4 separate regions of the Mus musculus genome follow, and all the other regions are linked to region 2. A link is a contact called in public promoter capture Hi-C data. All regions are on one chromosome and are shown on one strand. Each heading gives the region's core, a stretch centred on a gene start, on an enhancer-like site or on the middle of the called end of the contact. The rest is flanking DNA. Distances are from core to core; before and after follow the strand shown.

What was found. Promoter capture Hi-C pulls out the DNA fragments that hold promoters and counts their contacts. Capture Hi-C pulls out chosen DNA fragments and counts their contacts.
Region 1: a contact with region 2 is called in a promoter capture Hi-C map of liver, with 3 times the contacts expected there. The contact joins the promoter of Swsap1 here to the promoter of Fbxl12 in region 2. A contact is called at or near these places in 2 of 39 promoter capture datasets (erythroid cells and liver), 1 of 115 datasets of contacts at active chromatin or transcription factors (double positive thymocytes) and 2 of 9 other capture datasets (adipose tissue and liver).
Region 3: a contact with region 2 is called in a promoter capture Hi-C map of adipose tissue, with 4 times the contacts expected there. The contact joins the promoter of Pigyl here to the promoter of Fbxl12 in region 2. A contact is called at or near these places in 2 of 39 promoter capture datasets (liver and pre-B cells) and 3 of 9 other capture datasets (adipose tissue, liver and macrophages).
Region 4: a contact with region 2 is called in a promoter capture Hi-C map of liver, with 2.7 times the contacts expected there. The contact joins the promoter of Ccdc151 here to the promoter of Fbxl12 in region 2. A contact is called at or near these places in 3 of 39 promoter capture datasets (erythroid cells, liver and pre-B cells), 2 of 484 Hi-C or Micro-C datasets (CD4 T cells and regulatory T cells), 1 of 115 datasets of contacts at active chromatin or transcription factors (double positive thymocytes) and 2 of 9 other capture datasets (adipose tissue and liver).

Annotation. Positions count from the first base shown.
Region 1 is chr9:21,954,247-21,957,159 of GRCm38.p6, forward strand. It overlaps Swsap1 (SWIM type zinc finger 7 associated protein 1), which reads left to right and starts at 1,507. Exons shown (of 2, transcript NM_025870.1): 1 at 1,507-1,758; 2 at 2,431-2,913. The coding sequence starts at 1,516. Gm45914 (predicted gene, 45914) reads right to left here and starts at 1,760. Exons shown (of 1, transcript NR_132099.1): 1 at 1,038-1,760.
Region 2 is chr9:20,641,388-20,644,536 of GRCm38.p6, forward strand. Fbxl12 (F-box and leucine-rich repeat protein 12) reads right to left here and starts at 1,419. Exons shown (of 3, transcript NM_013911.3): 1 at 817-1,419; 2 at 637-709. The coding sequence starts at 902. It overlaps Ubl5 (ubiquitin-like 5), which reads left to right and starts at 1,949. Exons shown (of 5, transcript NM_025401.4): 1 at 1,949-3,149.
Region 3 is chr9:22,155,462-22,158,513 of GRCm38.p6, forward strand. It overlaps Pigyl (phosphatidylinositol glycan anchor biosynthesis, class Y-like), which reads left to right and starts at 1,385. Exons shown (of 2, transcript NM_001082532.1): 1 at 1,385-1,452; 2 at 2,271-2,894. The coding sequence starts at 2,534. The coding sequence ends at 2,749.
Region 4 is chr9:22,001,171-22,004,058 of GRCm38.p6, forward strand. It overlaps Ccdc151 (coiled-coil domain containing 151), which reads right to left and starts at 1,464. Exons shown (of 13, transcript NM_029939.3): 1 at 1,076-1,464. The coding sequence starts at 1,304. It overlaps Prkcsh (protein kinase C substrate 80K-H), which reads left to right and starts at 1,818. Exons shown (of 18, transcript NM_008925.2): 1 at 1,818-1,918; 2 at 2,229-2,367; 3 at 2,507-2,623. The coding sequence starts at 2,289.

The DNA of each region.
Region 1 (2,913 bases), core at 257-2,756, 1.3 Mb after region 2:
ACAGGATCGGTCTCGTGGTGGGGCTGTGACGGTCATCCAGTCTGACATACACAGCAGTGAACAAGACACACTGTGCAAATGAGCTAGAAGGTAAGGACTGACCTCCACACGCTAGGTGGCACAGGTAATCCTGCACACGCCCACACAAAAAAAGATTTTTAAAAAATCCCAGAAATCGGGGCCAGTGAGATGGCTTAGAGGACTCTTGCCACCAGCCCTGAAGATCTGTCATCCAGGGGCTGGCGAGATGGCTCAGCGGTTAAAAAACACTGACTGCTCTTCCAGAGGTCCTGAGTTCAATTCCCAGCAACCACATGGTGGCTCACAACCATCTACAATGGAATCTGATGATCTCTTCTGTCATGTAGGTGTACATGAAGACAGAGCACTCATATACATAAAATAAATAAATAAATCTTTTTTTAAAAATCTGTCATCCAGGGGACACACATGGTGGGGTAGAAAGAACTGCATCCCATCCCAGAAGTTGTCCTCAGAGTGCATGCACTCTGTGTCAATGGGAGTATATACACACTCACACCAACTAAATAAATGTAATCACCCCTCCCCCCATGGAGGGCAGAGTGCCTGCTCAGCATGGACAAAACCCCGAATTTCACCCCCAGCCTTGTATTAACTTATCATAGTGGCACAGGCTAAAATGTCTGGGACCCTACCAAAAAATAAAATTCCCCATATTCAACTATGCAGAGACAAGCAAACAGGTCTCTGTGAACTTTGCTTCGGTGACATCAGCAATTGTTCACACCAACGCATTACAATGATCACATGGAATCACAATATTCATTTTGCAGGTGGGCAAGCTAAAAGTCTGGTTATCATCATCATTATTATTATTTTTAAAGATAGGTGCTCATGTAACTCAGGCTGGTTGCAAACCTCAATATATATCTAAGGGAACCTACTTTTTTTTTTTTTTTTTTTTGAGACGGTTTCTCTAGACTGGCCTTGATCTTAAGAGATTCACCTGCCTCTGCCACTCAAGTACTGGAATTAAAGGTGCGCGACACCACCGACCGGCTTCTACTTTTTTTAATGTTTAGATTTATTTTTACATGAGTGTGTGTATAAGCGCGGGGCCATAAATATATGGGTGCCACGTGTCCGCGGAGTCCAGAAGAGGGCGTCGGATTCCCTCACACTGTACTTGTGCATGGCTGTGAATCACCTAGTAGATGGTGGGAACTGAACCCGGGTCTTTTGGAGGAGCAGCCAGTGCTCGTAACGACTGAGCCATTCTCTACAGCTCCGACCTAGAGCCTGGGCGTCTCTTTGGAGCACGTTTGGACCCTCGACCTTCCTTTCCTTTTAATCGATCACACGGCTTCTTGCAGCAATTCCCTCAAAGTACCCACTTCCTCCACGCTCCGTGTTTTGATCATTGGCTGACAGCTCCAGCGACGAACTTAGTCTGTGAACTATAGCCAATGAGGCCTCTGTGTGGGCGGGCCCAAGATGAGATATCGCTTTTGATTGGTCAGCGGCACTCAGCAAATGGCGGAGGCGCTGAGGCGGGTGCTGAATGCCGGCTGCGCGGCAAGGCCAGGAGAGGATGGCGCTGCCGGGCCGCCATTGCTGTTGCTCGGCGCTCCGCGCTCTGCGCAGACGTCGCTGCTGTTTGCAGCCGCCCTTGAGGCGGCAGGGGAAGGCCGCGGGTCCGTCCTCTTCGTGACGCGAAGGCCCCTTCAGAGCCTGCCGCTCAGTACACCCACAGCGCGAGAGCATTGGCGGCTCCAGGTAAACGGAGGGCTGGACCTGGCAATGCGTTACCCAATGGCGGGCTAGTTCGCGCCTGAGTGACAGTTCGATAGGCAAATGGCAGCGTGAATCGTAGATTCACAACTAAATCGTCATAAAGCGTCTGTGGAAGTGGTGGGTGGAAGAGGCGGAGTAGGGTCGTGGGACGGGACAGTGCGGGTTTAGTTAAGATGAAGTGAAAGACCGTCCTGTGGTCGGGCGGCATTGGTGAGCATGGGTGACAAACCAAAACAAACCACCAAAAACAACAACAAAAAAATACGGACTGGGATTAACTGAACAGAGAATTTACCTAACATGCGCGAAGCCCTGGGTTCTTTCTATCCCTTTAACCAGACTTGATAATATATGCCTGGGATTCAGTTCTCAGAAGTGTCAGGCCATCCTTGGCTACAAAACGCGTTTGCGATCATCCTGGGTCACATGAGGCCCTGTATTAAAGAAAAAAAATGTTTTTTCCTTAAATAATCTTGAGCAGTGACAACTGCTGGAGAAGGGCAGGTGACAAGGGTGAAGTATTTGAGCTGGTGCTTCATCCTGGAACTTTATATATGGACCATGAGAGCCTAGACCGGAAAGTATAGAAGTGAGGTAGCCATAATAGGGAGTTTTGACCTCCTATATTAAGTCTAGCCTTTTCCTATCTTCTAGAAGGTTCGTTTCCAGTACCCATCCTCAATTCAAGAGCTTCTCCAGCTGCTGGCCTCTGCCCATGAGGCCCCAGCACCGACCCCATCCCTTCTACTCCTGGACGGCCTGGAAGAATATCTCGCAGAGGATCCCAGTGCCCAGGAAGCCGCCTACTTGGCTGCATTGCTTCTGGATACTGCTGCCTTCTTTAGCCACCGTCTTGGAGCCAATGGCAGTTGTGGGCTTGTTGTGGCCCTTGAAACCCAGAAAGAAGCAGAGGCCGATGCCCCACATCTGCCATTACTTAAGCGATATTTTCCTGCACAGTGCTGGTTGCAGCCAGATGCCCTAGGCTTGGGACAGCATTGCTGCCTTCGAGCCAGCCTAGAGTTGGGCAAACTGAGCCCTAGGACAGAGTGGTCAGTGAGTTTCTTACCCTGTGGAGAGATGAAGGTCACCCCATGGCTTGCCCAGGCTTCTAAGCTCAGCCCAGAGAAGAAAGAT
Region 2 (3,149 bases), core at 169-2,668:
GCTGGCACTAGGACAGGCAGAAAAATTCCAAGCACGAACTCACTTAAATACCAAACCAGCAGAGTATGGTGGTGCATACCCTTAGTCCCAGCACTGGAGAAGCAGAATTCCAGGTCAGCCAGGGCTACAGAGAAATTTTTCCTCGAGAAAACAAACAAACAAACAAACAAACAAAACCCAAACACTTCCTGGGCCTTCTCCTACAGCTGTAACTTCAGCACTCAGGAGGTTGTTGCAGGGGGTGGTTAGTTGGAAACCAGTACGTGACTCAGAGGTGTTCCTTCCTAGCATTCAAGAAACCTAAATTGCATTCCCAGTAGCACAGGAACCACACATGGGGCCCACGCTGCTAATCCCAATATTTAGAAGGTCGAGGTAGGTATCAAGCTCAGCCTCGGCTTCATAGGAAGCTGAAGTCAGCCTGGCCTAGAGGCCCTGTCTCAAAACAACCCCCTCAGCCCCCCAAGAAGCAACACCAACGAAAATCCAGAAAAATAAAAGCCTCAAGAAACTATCAAAAATAAATAAATAAAACAAACAGCAAACAAACACTAGAAAGCAAAATAAAGCAACCCCCACCCCCATGTCCCAGGGCAGGGGGTGGCTCTCCCCGCACCGCTCCCGGGTCCCGCATACCGTGTAGAGCGTCAGGTCGACGTGTCGCCATAGCCACCGGTCATCCACTAGCCTCTTCCAGCGGTGACAGACCCTGGAGGAGTGGACCGGCCGTTAGAACGACCCCGGCCCGCTAGGACCGGATCCGCATCTCCTGCCGAGCCCATGCCCGGCTCTTTCCCCCGAGGAGCGGGGCGGCACCTGGAGATGCGGATCCGGTCCCGGACAGGGAGGTAAGAGAAGATCTCCAAGAGCACCAAGTCTGGGAGGTCAAACAGAGTCGCCATGGTCCAGCTGTCGCACGCTTCCGTTTCCGGTGGCGGCGAGGCCGCGTTCCCTGGACAGCGCTGGGGTGGTCGGACTGGCCAAACCGGCGCGACTTTCAGAGGCCCGCCGAGAATCCCTACTTTTCTAGGAAAGTGCCCGAGGCCCCGGGACTGGACAGGCGCGGGCTGACGACCGTTTAGAGGTCAAGACTAGAGACTGACTAGGCCTGACTGGCTTGGCTAGCGGATGGAACTGGAAATAGGAAAACCTGGATGTGGCTTGGGAGAGGAGGGGGCACGAGGCGTGGCCAGGGCCAAGAGGAAGACGAACAGCAAACCCAGAAGGCTGGAGGTGACGAGTGCCTCGGGGGCGTGGCCATAAGGTGGAGCTAAGTATAAGCAGCAAACCCAAAAGGGGTCCGCAGACAACCCAGAAGGCGTGACTCTAGGAAAACCTGGATGTGGCTTGGTGGAGGAGGGGGCACGAGGCGTGGCCAGGGCCAAGAGGAAGGCTAACAGCAAATCCAGAAGGCTGAAGGTGAAGAATGCCTCGGGGGCGTGGCCATGAGGTGGAGCTAAGTATAAGCAGCAAACCCAAATGGGGTCAGCAGACAACCCAGAAGGCGTGACTCTGGCGAGGAGGGGGCTCAGGGCGTAGTCATAGCCGGGAGACGTGGCGAGCAGAGGCAGGTAGACCCCACGCAAGCTGGGATGAAGAAAGCAACACGCCTAGAAAGCGTGGCTCCGACGGGCGGGGAGTGGTCCTGAGGCGTGGCCAAGGGGCCCAGGGGCCAGGAGGCCCGGGGGCCCGGGGGCCCGGGGGCCTGGAGGCCAGTCAGAGGAAAAGCAGCAAACTCCCAAAGTGGGACTCTGGGAGAGAGGATAAAAGACAGAGACGAAGGGCAGCAGGCGTTGCAAACAAGGCCAAAGTACTAGCATTTGAAAAAGCGCCGCCGAGTGGAAGGGTGTGGCCAGCGGCAGAGGAGCTGATTGGAGGCCGTCCACAACAATGGGAAGGCGTGGCTTCAGTAGGAAGAGACAAGGGGCGCGTCTAGAGCTAAGCGACTAGTGGCGTGCGGAGGTTTGGCTTGTGCTGGAAAAGGCTTAGGGTTACTGCCAAGGCAGAGATCAGCCTGCGACCAGACCGTATGTATACCCAGGAGGCATGACTTGAGCAGGGAAAAGTTAACAGAGCAACAAACCCAGAAACCATGACTTGTGTGGGAAGGGGCTCAAGGACTAGGGATCCTAATTGCGCCTGAAGACTAAACTTGTAAAACCTAGCTTAGGCGGAACAAGGTCCGATATAGGGGATGGAATCAAGTTTGGAATGGCTGGGCGACAAAGGGACAGGCTGGGAGACTTATGACTGGAAGAATGGATAAGAGCAGCGACGGGGGCCCTAAAAGCATCGCTGGAGACAGAAACAAGAGCTAAACCAGGAACTGGGTGTGCAGCTCAGTGGGAGAGCCTTTGGCTGGTAAGCATGCTTAGCAGGCCCTAGGTTCGACCTCCAACACTAAAACAAATACCAAAACAAAACAAGAAAAACAAACCCCACCACTTTTCTTGTATGTATGCCAAGAGACTTAAAGCCTGAGAAGTTTTTTTTCGAGACGGAAACGAATCCGGTAAAGCCTGAGAAGTCTTTTCAGGACGGAAACGAGGCATTGGGGAGACTGGAACATATCTAAGCACTAAAGACACAGAACAGGACTTCATTCGAAACTGAAAGGTGTGACTGGGATGGGAGTGAGGGGCCAGCAGGACGGCCAAGCCAGGGAGGCGTGGCCACAGCCGCAATAGAAAGCAAGAATAATGCCTTTTGCTGCCTACGCATAAGGATTAAATTTTGTATAAGTCGTATTAGGTAAGCACAAGGCGCTGGGTAAGACTTTTCTTTTTCTTGAGTCAATATATGCTTACCTTGCTAAGAATCCTGTCTGCTAAGAAGAAATCGCTCAATAGAGGCAAAACTGGTTGAATTTAAGAAGGGATTCCTCTCCCACCAGCTCTCGCGATTCTTTAATCTGGAACAAGATTAAAGAATCAAAGCAAAAGCTCTTTCCCCGTATGCTATTTCCAACATCTTCGCAGGCAGGACACGGACACGCGGAGTGGTACGCAACATGCATGGCCTCTCAACCAGGATCCGACTTAGTTTTCATCAACTGCAGCCTGCACCCCTGGAGTCTCTGAAACGGTCACTACGACCAGGGGCGGGGAAGCAAGCACAGGGTTTGAGGCTGAGCTTTGAATGAAAGCAGA
Region 3 (3,052 bases), core at 135-2,634, 1.5 Mb after region 2:
GCCCTTTGAACTTTGGGGCAAAACCCCTCTACGCTAAGAACTTGGTCTTGGGTATCTTGCGCCAATACTGGCCTTTTCACAGGCGTGTGTAGTGAGTGCCTTTACCTCTTGAACTATCTTGCTGGCTATTTTTTGTTCCGATTTTAAATTTTTAAATTAAAAAATGTTTGTTACTTGCTCTGTGTAAACCATAGGATGGTTTGTCCTCAGCTCTCTCCTGCCACCTTGTGGTTGCAACAGAAGCTGCACGGACTCTATACCACTACTTACCTCTGAGAAGAAAAACTTTCTGATCTTTTAGCTTGCGGGAAGATTAAGGGATGGAGCTTCCTGTGCAGTACTGTGCAGAATCCTAGCTCAGCCTCATTTTTCTTTACGCTGGGATCAGAGATAACACTGCCTCACTAGGCAAGGCAGTGGCCGGCCCCGTGGACAGCATTTACGAACACCGTCCCTCCCCCCAACCCCAAGGCACACACACTCATCGTCTTACTATGTAGTCCGGATGACCTGGAACTTGCTATGTAGACCAGGCTGGTCTCGAACTCACAGAAATCCGCTAGCTTTTGCCTAAGGAGTGCTAGGATTAGGAGTGTGCTTGGCTACATTTTCTCTTAAAACTTCATTTTGCACTTTTTGCGGGAGTACACTCAGGTGTGCCACAATACATGTGTGGAGGTCAGAGGAAAATAGTTCTCCACCATGTGGGTACCGGAAGGTCGATCTCAGGTAGTCTGACCTGGCAGGAAACGCCTATACTCGCTGAGCCATCTCATCAGCACAAACTATTATTTTGCCATTTACCGATTCATACGTAAAATAATGTATCAGTCATCTTTCCGCTGCTTAAGAGGATAGATGATAGTGGCTGAGGCCAGGTGCGATTCAGGATTCAAGTTTATCAATTAGAAGTGGGGAAGGCAGCCGGGCATGGTGGTGCACGCCTTTAACCCCAGCAGAGGCAGAGGCAAGTGGATTTCTGAGTTCGAGGCCAGCCTGTTCTACAGAGTGAGTTCCAGGACAGCCAGGGCTGTCTCGAAAAACCAAAAAAAAAAAGTGGGGAAGGCTTTTCAGTGCAGAAAGACCCCACTGTCTGCTCTGGAGCGCCATGAATAAACTGTGGCAAATACGTTCCTCTCCTACTTCCAGCAGGACTAGCATAGGGGACGCCCAGCCAGAGACGATGGGATCCTTAGCTATCCGGTGCTCTCAGAGTCTTTCTGGCCTCACCCGTCAATCAAGACCACGGGGGCGGAGCCTGAGCCTGGGAGCGAAGGCAAGGTGAACTGTCCAATGAGCACGCGCGGACCGGCTCCATCGCGGGATCTGGGTTCCTCACCCCGCCCCTGCAGGGATTTGATTGGGCGGCTGGCCGGGCTGTCCCGCCTTCGTGGGGCGGTGACTGTCACCGCCAGGCGCCGAAGGGACCGGACTCCTACAGGCCTGCAAACGGTGAGTTGAGGGTCTCGAAATACGAGCGGAGGAGCTGTTGAAACCGGCTGGGGCGGGACTCGCGCCAGCTTGGCGTCTGCGCCATGGACGCCGCCGACTCCGTTTGTCTGGCTGGTTCGTTTTCGGTTCGGCCGGGTTCCCCCTGTCCTGTCTTGCCCCGCTCGGCTCGGCTCGGTTTTCTTCGGCTCGGCTCGGCTCGGCTCGGCTCTGTCCCTCCGTCGGTCAGAGACTGCAGCGGGCTCGTTGCCCCTTCTGGTCCCCGAGGCGACTGCGCCCAAGGGATGGCGCTGTCTTCGGTCTGTGCATTGACCGCGGGTGGCTCGTGACCTGGCCCCAGGTTCTGGTGCTGGTTCCCAGCCAGTCCTCGTATAGAAAGCCTCACTCAGATGTCTGAAGCGAACCCGGATTTGTAGGTCGCATTCCGCTTCCCCAGTTCACAAAAACATTATCAGTCCACCTGTCCTTCATTCTGTTTTTCAAATTGCTTACTTCCCAAAGTAATTCATGACACTTGTAGTGTTTTAAGCATGGTCTGGCAGCCGTTCTTTTGTCACTGCCTCCTCAATACTGATACCTCTGATGGGGGTCACTATAGGCAGTTTTGGAGGACACTCCTTTTTTTAAAGGCTTCTTTCTAGCCGGATGTGGTGGCTTGGGGAGGCTGATGCAGGAGGATCACAACGTTCGAGGCCAGCCTGCCGGTTCCAGCAATCCTGTCTCTAACCTACTCAGTGCTGGTACTGGCTGCTTCCCCATCCTTTCCTCTCCCTTCCCGTCGCCTGCCCTTCATCTTGTCATCTTGCATTTTTCTCATACAGTTAAAAGACCTCTCGCCTGCGCTGCGAGGGACACAGGTGGTGTCTGCAGTCGCTGGTAACCGCTGCGTGTGACGCGGAGGCTGAGGAGCCGGCACCTTCGGCCTGGGACCCCTGGACTTTCTGCGTGCCCTTGGGAAGCATGCCTGGGTGAATGAGGAGTCGGGACAAGGGGAAGATAAGACAAGAGCGCACCCGCACGAGAACAGAACTTTTCAAACAACTGAGTTTTCTTGAGACAGTTAACCTTTTAAGAAGGGAGGAAGATGATCCGGTCCCTGCCCACCATGACCGTCCTCATCCCACTGGTCTCGCTGGCAGGCCTGCTCTACTCCGCCTCCGTGGAGGAAGGCTTCCCAGAGGGCTGCACCAGCGCCAGCAGCCTGTGCTTCTACAGCTTGCTCTTGCCGGTCACCGTGCCTGTGTACGTGTTCTTCCATCTGTGGACATGGATGGGCCTGAAGCTCTTCAGACATAACTAGGGGAGCCGAGGCCCCTCCTGCTCGGGCTGCCTGCGGAGTGGGGCATGGCCGGAGGTTCCTGGCTGTTGCAGATTCTTTTGTAGCTGAAAAATACTTTTCAATAAAATGTCTTATGGGAGAGGAACACGACCAGCCTTCATCCAAAGACTGTTTCTTCTAAGATTTGTTCTTAATTGTGTGTCTGTGTGTGGGTATGCGCATGTGAGTGTGGGTGCCCAAGGAGGCCATGCAAGTGATGGGTCCCTGGAGTTGGGGGTACAGGCAGTTGTAGGCTACCGGAGCTGTGTTCAGATCATCCATAAA
Region 4 (2,888 bases), core at 214-2,713, 1.4 Mb after region 2:
CCACTATCAGGTTTAAGATTTCTTCTTAATAATATGAGCAAAATCACAGTAGGCTTTTCCAAACTGTGGCATAAGCAATATTTGGTCTTGATAATTCTTTGCTGTGGGGGCTGTATTAGGCCTAATAACATGTAAAGCCTTCTCCTCGCCTATGCCTAATAAACTGGAGTAGTACCCTCCTGCATTCAGCAAAATGATAAAAAAGTCTGCAGACATTGCTAAATAGTCTCTGGGAAGGGCAGCATTATCTCCTCCCCCTCCAGGGAAGCCACTAGTTTTTACTTTCTACTACTTAACAATGCACTATATGAGCATTTTATGAATGTCAAGTACTACCTGTGCAGTTACTATGCCCATTTTACAGGTGGAAAAACTGAGTACAATTAGATGACTCTAAGTTCCCCAAGATCAAACAACTTTTATGCAGAGCAAGGATTCAGACCCCAGAGAAACAAACTCTCTTTGGGCTGAAGATATAACTCAGCAAAGTGCTTGAGTAGCATGAATAGAGCCCTGGGTTCCAGCCTCAGCACCGCATGATGCCCGCATGGTGGCACATGCCAATCACCCAAAAAGGTGGAGCTAGGTCTCCTTTGAGTTCAAGCTAGCCTGGGCCACATGAGGCTAACTCTCAAAAATAATTTAATAAATAAATAAAATTTGGGTGGGAGGGATAATGGCTCAGTGGTTAAGGACATTTGCTGCTCCTGCAGAGCGAGGAAGGTTGTTAGTCTCAAGCACCCACATTGGTCAGCTCATAAACACCTGTAACTCTAGCTCCAAGGGATCCAATGCCTTCTCCTGGCATCTGAGAGTACTGCACTCTGCCCACAGAAACGCAAAACAGAACAATAAATAAAGAAAAACAAACTCTAGAATCTGTGCTTTTCACTCACCCATATGCACATTAGAAGAGGTAATAGTACAAAGAAATGGGAAAGAAAGATAAGATTTGAGTGTTTGTTTCAAGTTGGTCACATAGACTCGTGCTGGAGAAACACATAGCGCCTACTCAGAAGACCTGGTGGGCACGGTTGATCCCGGATCCTTCGGTGCAGTCTGCAGCCATACTTACCTAACAGTTGGATTTTTCTTTGTAACTCAAGCACCTGTGCGTGCACAGAAGACTTCATTGCATGGAAGGAGGTTGCTGACTTGGGATGATGTGCAGGCCAGGCCTGTGCCCGGCCCATAGACTTGCTTCGGTGAACCTTACTGCCTTTGGCTTTGGAAGAGGGCGCTGGAGCTTGCTCCGGGCTAGTCACCGTGGTGGTCGCGGCTGCCCAGCACAGGGGGGACGTCATGGTGATCGGGTTAAGGTCGGGAAGCCTCTAAGGGGTAGGAGAATAACTACAAGTTGGCCTCTATAATCCAGGATCCTAAACGCTGGTTCCCTAGGCTCTGGGAATGCACTTCTGCTAACTGCCTGGCTGCGGGCCTCTTAGCATCTCCCGGTTGCTAAGTAACTTCCTCCCCCCGCCCACGTTCCCAAGGAAACCGCCCGCGTTACACTCCACTGCTCTTATTGGCTGACTCGGTTCGGAGGGGCGGTCCCACAAAGAGGCCCAGCGAAAGAGAGGCGCGAGCGTAGCGGTCACGTGACGCCTGCGTGTTCGCTGGCAGTGGCCAGTAACCCGCCACTCCCAAGATGGAGGCACGTTACGCCGCCATTAAGCGCTACACTTCCGATCTGTTCTAAGGTTAGGTCTTCATGTTCCTACTCAAGATGGCCGCCTCAGCGCCCGCACACGCACTCTTGCCACTCCTAACATGGCGTCCCGGAGTTGCCGTTCGCCAAGAGGGATGAGCAAAACGGAAGTGACGTATCCGGAGCGTTCCGTTCTCTTATTCTACTGCAGGAACCGTGGCTGCTGAGCTAACCTGGTGTGGTGGCTATTGACCTTTGCCTCTACCTCGCGTAGGTGATGAAGTAGCGATGGGAGGAAGGCACCCTAGTTTCTTATAGGTTGCAGCAGGGTGGGTGGTGTGGAGGGATCGTAAATCCTTTGAACCTTTGGCGGGAGTTGCCCATTTCACCTCTTTACCGAGAGACCTATGGTTTTGAGTTCACTTTGAGACTCTTCCACTGGCTCGGGGCGGAGAGACGCCCCTTGCCCTTGCACTTCCAACTCCGATTGTGCCCTCCTTTTCCGGAAGCAGTGGTGAGGCCGGTCTTGGGTAAGCTGCCTTCTCCCAATGATTAGATGCTTCTTCATTCTTTCCTACAGTGAGAGGCCATCGCGTATCTTCCTGCCGCATAACACACTTCCGGTCTCGGCCCGGACGGGATGCTGCTGCTGCTGCTACTACTACTACCCCTCTGTTGGGCTGTAGAAGTTAAGAGACCCCGGGGCGTTTCCCTCAGCAGTGAGTCTCTTCTTTGTGCATCGGGAGGGGCGTTTCAGCCTTTTTCCTCCGTTTCCCGTAGCATTTCAGCTGGTGAGTGAGTGGGACAGAGGTAATATTTATTTAAGATCTGAGCAGAGCTTCTTGTTTCCCTCACCAGACCATCACTTCTATGAAGAATCTAAACCTTTCACCTGTTTGGACGGCACAGCCACCATCCCATTCGATCAGGTGAACGACGACTACTGCGACTGTAAGGACGGTTCAGATGAGCCTGGTGAGCGTTTGCATTTGCCCATCGCCCATTAAATGAGCCTGCTAAGCGCAGATGCCCCAAAGAACTTGGATCTCACTCTCCTGTTGCTTCCTGCTCAGTGAGCAGAAGCAGGCACAGAAACAAGATCCCTGTTGGCTTGGATTAGCTGAGGGGCAGTGTTTGTAGGTGCCAGTCCTGGTTTCCATTCCCTATCAAAGGAACAAATGTCCAGGTGTATGACCAAGTCAGCAAATGTCATTGCAGGAACCATGAATGGCATTCAGGA